Regions from separate parts of the Mus musculus genome. Here region 2 is linked to region 1. Evidence: chromatin contacts called from public promoter capture Hi-C data. All regions are on one chromosome and are shown on one strand. Each heading gives the region's core, a stretch centred on a gene start, on an enhancer-like site or on the middle of the called end of the contact. The rest is flanking DNA. Distances are from core to core; before and after follow the strand shown. Region 1 holds the start of H3c2 (H3 clustered histone 2). Region 2 overlaps Ripor2 (RHO family interacting cell polarization regulator 2).

Region 1 (3,202 bases), core at 80-2,579:
GGAGAAACACAAACAGAATACCTCCAGTTAGTATAAATGCTTGCTGTTCAGTTGCAGAATTTACTATATATTCTTTTCCTTTCTCTGCTTTGCCTTTACTGATACTTAAACGCATACATGTCTGGACGCGGAAAGCAGGGTGGCAAGGCCCGCGCTAAGGCCAAGACCCGCTCCTCCCGGGCCGGCCTGCAGTTCCCCGTAGGCCGCGTGCATCGGCTGCTCCGCAAGGGCAACTACTCGGAGCGCGTGGGCGCCGGCGCCCCGGTGTACCTGGCGGCCGTGCTGGAGTACCTGACGGCCGAGATCCTGGAGCTGGCGGGCAACGCGGCCCGCGACAACAAGAAGACGCGCATCATCCCGCGCCACCTGCAGCTGGCCATCCGCAACGACGAGGAGCTCAACAAGCTGCTGGGCCGCGTGACCATCGCGCAGGGCGGCGTCCTGCCCAACATCCAGGCCGTGCTGCTGCCCAAGAAGACCGAGAGCCACCACAAGGCCAAGGGGAAGTAATCTGGCGATTGTCTGTACTGCCCAGTTGAAAGTTAACCAAAACAAAGGCTCTTTTCAGAGCCACCCACATCTTTCCATAAAATGAGCTGCCACCTCGTGAAACGTTCTTCCACTACAGTTTTTATACTACATATGAAAAAGTTACGAAGTAGCTTTCAATCTTAGTAAATTGATTTTAATACTGTTAGTCCCTGCGATAAATCTTACGACCTTCCTTAGTTTGAGTCAAAAGTGTGTAAGAGATGAAACCTTTAGAACATACTATATAAATTTTTAGTAGAAATTTGGCACCCAGGTTTGTCATTCACGTCACGATTGTCTAGAGCATAATGGTAGTAAGGGCTAAGGGCCATTAAATCCCACTTCCATAGTTTCGGCAGTATTTTAACTAACATGATCTGCCTGTGTGTATCGGTTTGCAAATATTTGATTTTAGAATTGATAAACTACATTTATTTAAACTAGGTCTTGCAAAGCTCACAAAACCTACTTTAAATTTCTATGTTCACTTGTTTGATTACCTGAATTGAGTTTTCAAAGCTTGAGACAATTTGATGTATGTATGTAAGTAAAATTATGTAAAACTTTCTTATGTAAAATTTCTGTTCACAGGAGTTATATACACTACAGTGTAAAATTAAAGTGATAGCAAAGATGGAGGGGAAGAGAGGCGGAGAGTGTGCATGTTCTGAAAGCTTTTTAACCAGGATTTAGAAGCAGAGGCTGACCAATCCCAACAAAGCGCGGGCCCTTTGAATGTTCTTCGGTCCAATAGCGGATAGTCTGATTGTATAAAAGGTGGACAGCGCCTTGCAGCTCACTATAGTGTCAGTCTATTTTCCCTTGTTAAAGTCATGGCTCGTACTAAGCAGACCGCTCGCAAGTCCACCGGCGGCAAGGCCCCGCGCAAGCAGCTGGCCACCAAGGCCGCCCGCAAGAGCGCCCCGGCCACCGGCGGCGTGAAGAAGCCTCACCGCTACCGTCCCGGCACCGTGGCGCTGCGCGAGATCCGGCGCTACCAGAAGTCGACCGAGCTGCTGATCCGCAAGCTGCCGTTCCAGCGCCTGGTGCGCGAGATCGCGCAGGACTTCAAGACCGACCTGCGCTTCCAGAGCTCGGCCGTCATGGCTCTGCAGGAGGCGAGCGAGGCCTACCTTGTGGGTCTGTTTGAGGACACCAACCTGTGCGCCATCCACGCCAAGCGTGTCACCATCATGCCCAAGGACATCCAGCTCGCCCGCCGCATTCGTGGGGAGAGGGCTTAAACGAAACAAAGTGCAAACTGGAACCCAAAGGCTCTTTTCAGAGCCACCCACAGTTTCTGTAAAAGCAGCTGTTACTTTTCTACTGTCTTGGAAACTTTGTTTTTCAAAGATTTATCTAGTTACAAAGTATACTGTTGCTTTCTTCAGTAGGCATCAGTTCTCACTTCAGTTGTTGCTGGTATTTGAGCTCATGTCCTGGAAACTGCCTTTAAATTAAACAGTAATTTACATATTACAATAAGTGGCCAAAAGTAATGGACTGTCAGGCTTTATGTCATAAGCATTGCCTGTCTTGATTCCTTTTTGGTCTGTTCTTGGGTTTTGTCTTTTTTTGTTTTTGTTTTCGTGCTATATATTTGTGCTCTCTTGTGTAATTTCCACTACAGGTCATATCCAGGTGTCTTTTGTTCACATATTTCTGGTTCCAACACTTGTCTGTCCTGAAGCTTGTGCAATGTTTACTGTTTTTGCTGTTACTCATTGAAATCTAGTACAAAACTTAAAAAATTTTGTTTTCTATGTTTTAATAGATGCTGAAAAGTAGTATTTCAAGTTAAATACAATTTACATTATGCTGGGATATTTCAAGCAATCGTCAGAAATTTTTAGTTTTTGTAAATTTTTTCACTATATTTCTGAACTTTAAACTACAGAGGCCTCTCTACACAACCTCTCACTCCAGACATTGGCTCCCATCCCTTTCCCACTACTTTCTTACATGTAACACTGCCTATATCGGGAATGTGAATAGACAACAAACTACCAAGATTTAACTTGTGGGTGATTCGTGTGGATATATTTTCCAGGGATAATAATAGCAAATACAACAATGACATTAAAACCTGGCTTACAAAATGATAATTTATTTTAAATCACATCTGCACTCCCTGATACTCTTCCATAGATTAAGTGGGGCAGCAGGATCACAAGTTTGAAGTCCCCTTTGTTACAGAATGAGTTCAAAGACAGCCTTGGTAGTTTAGTAAGACCTTGTCTTGATATTAGAAGAGACTGGGGTCCAGGTCAAAAGGTATCACACTTGCTTAGCTTACCTATTAAACAAACCAAACCAAACAAAAAGGAAGAAAAGGTATATGTCTAGGTATTTGATTTCCTAGAGGCTGCTGTAGATAGCTCTGCCTGGCAACGATATGTCATCCACATATGGTGTCTTATGGTCATGATGTCCCTTGAATGCCCAATATCTAAACATTTGGTTTTTGCTGTGCTGGCATTCATGTCCCCTGCTTAGCTGTTATGAATAAATTATATATATATTACTCTCCTCTGTAACAAAGTAGTGTTTTAGGTACAGTTTGCTGAAAGGCAGCAAACTTGCTATTTTTCTGTAAGAATCAGATGAGCAGTCTTCAAGGGTCTGGCTCTTCTTGCCTCATTGTCCTTACTAGAAGCATGCATTTAAAACC
Region 2 (3,204 bases), core at 562-3,061, 960 kb after region 1:
CTAGCAGGGCCATGAGGGACAGTCCAACTCTCTTGTGGAGCAGATCTGTCCTAGGAAAAAACAATTTTATAGGTAATCTTCCCTTTTTTTTTTTTTTTTTTGGTTTTTTGAGACAGGGTTTCTCTGTGTAGCCCTGGCTGTCCTGGAACTCACTCTGTAGACCAAGCAGGCCTCAAACTCAGAAATCCACCTGCCTCTGCCTCCCGAGTGCTGGGATTAAAGGTGTGCGCCACCAAGCCTGGCACTATGGGTAATCTTATGGAGAAAAAGATATAAGCTGAAGGAGTGAGAATTACAATCCCCACTTCCCACTTGTTATCACCCTACAATCCTAGTGTTTCCTACCACTTGGTATATATAATTGCAGGAAGTTAAAAAAATAAATAAATAACCGGCATTCTGTGAGCTCACTGTACTTCTACTTTAGAAACAAGGTTTGTGTCCACTGTGCCTGCTGGCAGGAAAGACATCGGTGTGTAACTGATACTTTCATTTTGTTTTGACTTTTATTTTGTAGCCCAAGCTGGTTTAGAACTTAGCTGTGTAGCTGAGGCTGACCTTGACCTGACCTTCCTGCCTCTACTTGCCGAGTTTTGGGACTACGGGCATACACCACCACACTTGGGTACTTGTTAGACTCTGGAGTTTGAGAATTCCATTTATCTTTAGGGTTCGAGTGATCTAGACAGTGTGGCATGGCAGTGTCATTATCACCCAGGGGTCATGCCTGCCATCCCTGCCTACCAGGTAACCTGGGCAGGTTTCCAAGGGTCACAGAAGGAGCAGAGCCTTGGAGCAACGAGTTGCTTAGGTCCTTTCCTGTCTCAGAGCTCCTTTTCCTGCCCCCCCACCCCCCCCCAACACAAGTGAAGCCAATCTCTGTTTCTGTGGCACTGGGCCAGTTACTTACCCTGGGTGTGCCTCAGTCACAAAGTGTTTTCTGTCAACAAAATAGGACTCACTTCATCAGGTCACCATGAGACATGTGTGAACTAGCACTCGTATAGGGCTCAGAACGGCACCAGGAATACCGGCAGCACTCTTGGATTACACTGGGATAGCTCTAACCACAAGAATGACCATATGATGATATCCTCTTAACTTTCAGCTTGGAAACAGGGAAATTAAACCACGCAGTGAAAAACCCAAGCACTCATAAAAACAAATCCTATACTGCTCGTCCCCCAGGTCACAGCCTAAATGCCCTCTGCTATCTTCAAGGAGACGGAACTTTACATAGAACGAAGGGCAGGGCTGAGGGTGGAGTTTATAGCACGTATTTGGGAAGCTAAGGCAGGGGGATTATGAGTTTGAGGGCAGAGTGAGCTACATAGTTTCAGGCCAGTCTGAAGCACATGGTAGACCCTGTCTGAAAGAAAAAGAGAGGCGGGGGAGAAGAGAGAGAAGAAAATGGAAAATTCACAATAAATTGAAGCTCTGCCAGTGAGAAATCTCCAGAATATGTAAAAAGCTTGAAAGTAACAAAACCAGGTGTGATTTTTCTGACCTGAGGAACACTGACAAACTGGGACTAAAAGTGCAGCAGAGCTCTGCCTCTGCAACCTCTTCGGGAAGGATCCGGAGGGGAAGGTCACTGCCCTTGTCATCATTAAAAGGGCTTTTATTTGTCTTGTCAGCAAATCGTCTTCTCTAGCAAAACCCCCTTTGTGGCAAGAAGTCTCTTGGAGAAGCTGTCGAGGCAGGTCCTTGTGATGCAGAAGCTGGCAGCCGTGAGTGACGAGAACCTCGGGAACATCACCTCTGTGGTGGAAGGTAAGCCCGCCACCTGCAGGCCATCCCTGGAACCGAAGCACGCCCGACCACGCATGCTCACTGGAACTCAGTGGCGAGGCAGCTGAGTATACTCCAGCCTCAGTCTGGCTCCGAGCTTGTGTCTGGTGCAGAACTTTGGGGGACGGTTCAATGTGTGCGAAGATCAGACCTCATTCCTTAGTAGCCATCTACCTTGGTTTTTGAAACAGGATCTCTCACTAGCCTGAAGCTCACTAGGCTAGCTAGCCAGCAAGCCCAGGATCCTCTTGTTTCTCTCTCACCCCTCCCTAGCACTGAGGTTACAAGCACTATGTAACCAGCTTTTTAACTGTGGGTCCCGGTGTTCAAACCCGGGTCCTTGTGCTTTCAAGGCAAGCATTTTACCAATTGAGCCATTCTTCAGCTTCACAGCAGAACATGCCATGGAGTAGATACCCTTGACTTTTTGTGATCTGGCCACTGGACTCTTTCATAAAGGCAAGGGTTTGTCCTTTTTCACATCAGATATGAATGGAAACAGAGACTTCTGGGAAATCTGTAACTGAGCCTGAACCCACCCTGAAGTTCTCCCGATGCATTTCTGCCTCTCTTTTCTATTCCTGCTAAGAGCAGTGACTTTGGCAGGTAACTAAATGGTGGGAGAAATGGCAGACATTCGGGCTGCAAATGAGTTGTGTCTCGTGCTCTACTACAGCCTCGTCCTGATCACAGGCACCCACAAGTGTGATTGTGAGCATGTGCCACCTGCCCGTGCTGTCTGCTTGGACTGACCTGGGAGCCTGGGGCAGAGGAAAGGCTCTTCCAGCAAACCCTGCCGTGTTCCGGCCCCTCCGAGGGCTTATTCTGTATGGCGTTTTTGCTATAAAGTCACAGGAGTTTAGTGTGGCCTCCCCAAGGCTGAGCAGCTGTGCCTTGTCTTTGAGAACAAACAGCTGAGTAGTCACTGAGGTCTCTTTGCTCCAGGGAGGAGGGGTTTTTCTCTGGACCGCCTACCAATCCACAAAGACTGTAGTAGTTCCAGTAGAAAAGCACAGTCCTAGTGCCTGTGGGGGCATATCTAATCTCATCTACTCAGGACACTGAGACCACTTCAAGGTCAGCCTGTGCTATAGAGTGAGATCAAGGTTACCCTGGGCAAGACATATTTCAAAATCATTAGTAAAAAGGTTAGAGATGTAACTCAGTGGTAGTGCATTCCTGAGATCCTAGGATCAATCCCCAGTAACACACACACACACACACACACACACACGATGAAAGAAAAAGGAAAGAAGGGAAATTTGCCTGGGGGGGGCGGAGGGGATAGACAAGAAGATTGGGAATTCAAGGTTATCCCTTTGTTTGAGGATAAACTGGGTTACATGAGACCTAGTCTTAGATAATGAATGAATGAATGAAAATATTGTTAAAAATAAAACAAAATAAAGGTTT

Evidence for each region. Promoter capture Hi-C pulls out the DNA fragments that hold promoters and counts their contacts.
Region 2: a contact with region 1 is called in a promoter capture Hi-C map of maxillary cranial neural crest. The contact joins the enhancer-like site here to the promoter of H3c2 in region 1. A contact is called at or near these places in 5 of 39 promoter capture datasets (cranial neural crest, frontonasal cranial neural crest, hippocampal neurons and 2 more), 3 of 115 datasets of contacts at active chromatin or transcription factors (astrocytes, forebrain and stem cell-derived neural progenitor cells) and 1 of 9 other capture datasets (liver).

What each region holds. Positions count from the first base shown.
Region 1 is chr13:23,751,016-23,754,217 of GRCm38.p6, forward strand. H3c2 (H3 clustered histone 2) reads left to right here and starts at 1,330. Exons shown (of 1, transcript NM_178203.3): 1 at 1,330-1,825. The coding sequence starts at 1,365. The coding sequence ends at 1,775. H2ac4 (H2A clustered histone 4) reads left to right here and starts at 73. Exons shown (of 1, transcript NM_175660.3): 1 at 73-577. The coding sequence starts at 118. The coding sequence ends at 510.
Region 2 is chr13:24,711,985-24,715,188 of GRCm38.p6, forward strand. It overlaps Ripor2 (RHO family interacting cell polarization regulator 2), which reads left to right. Exons shown (of 23, transcript NM_029679.2): 17 at 1,638-1,773. Among named protein-coding and RNA genes, the nearest start is that of Armh2, 28 kb to the right of the region's middle. Within about 2 kb of position 1,812, at least 40 of the 459 cell types and tissues checked have an H3K27ac peak or open chromatin away from gene starts, as enhancers often do. A contact at or near this core is called in neural stem cells, where this site is marked.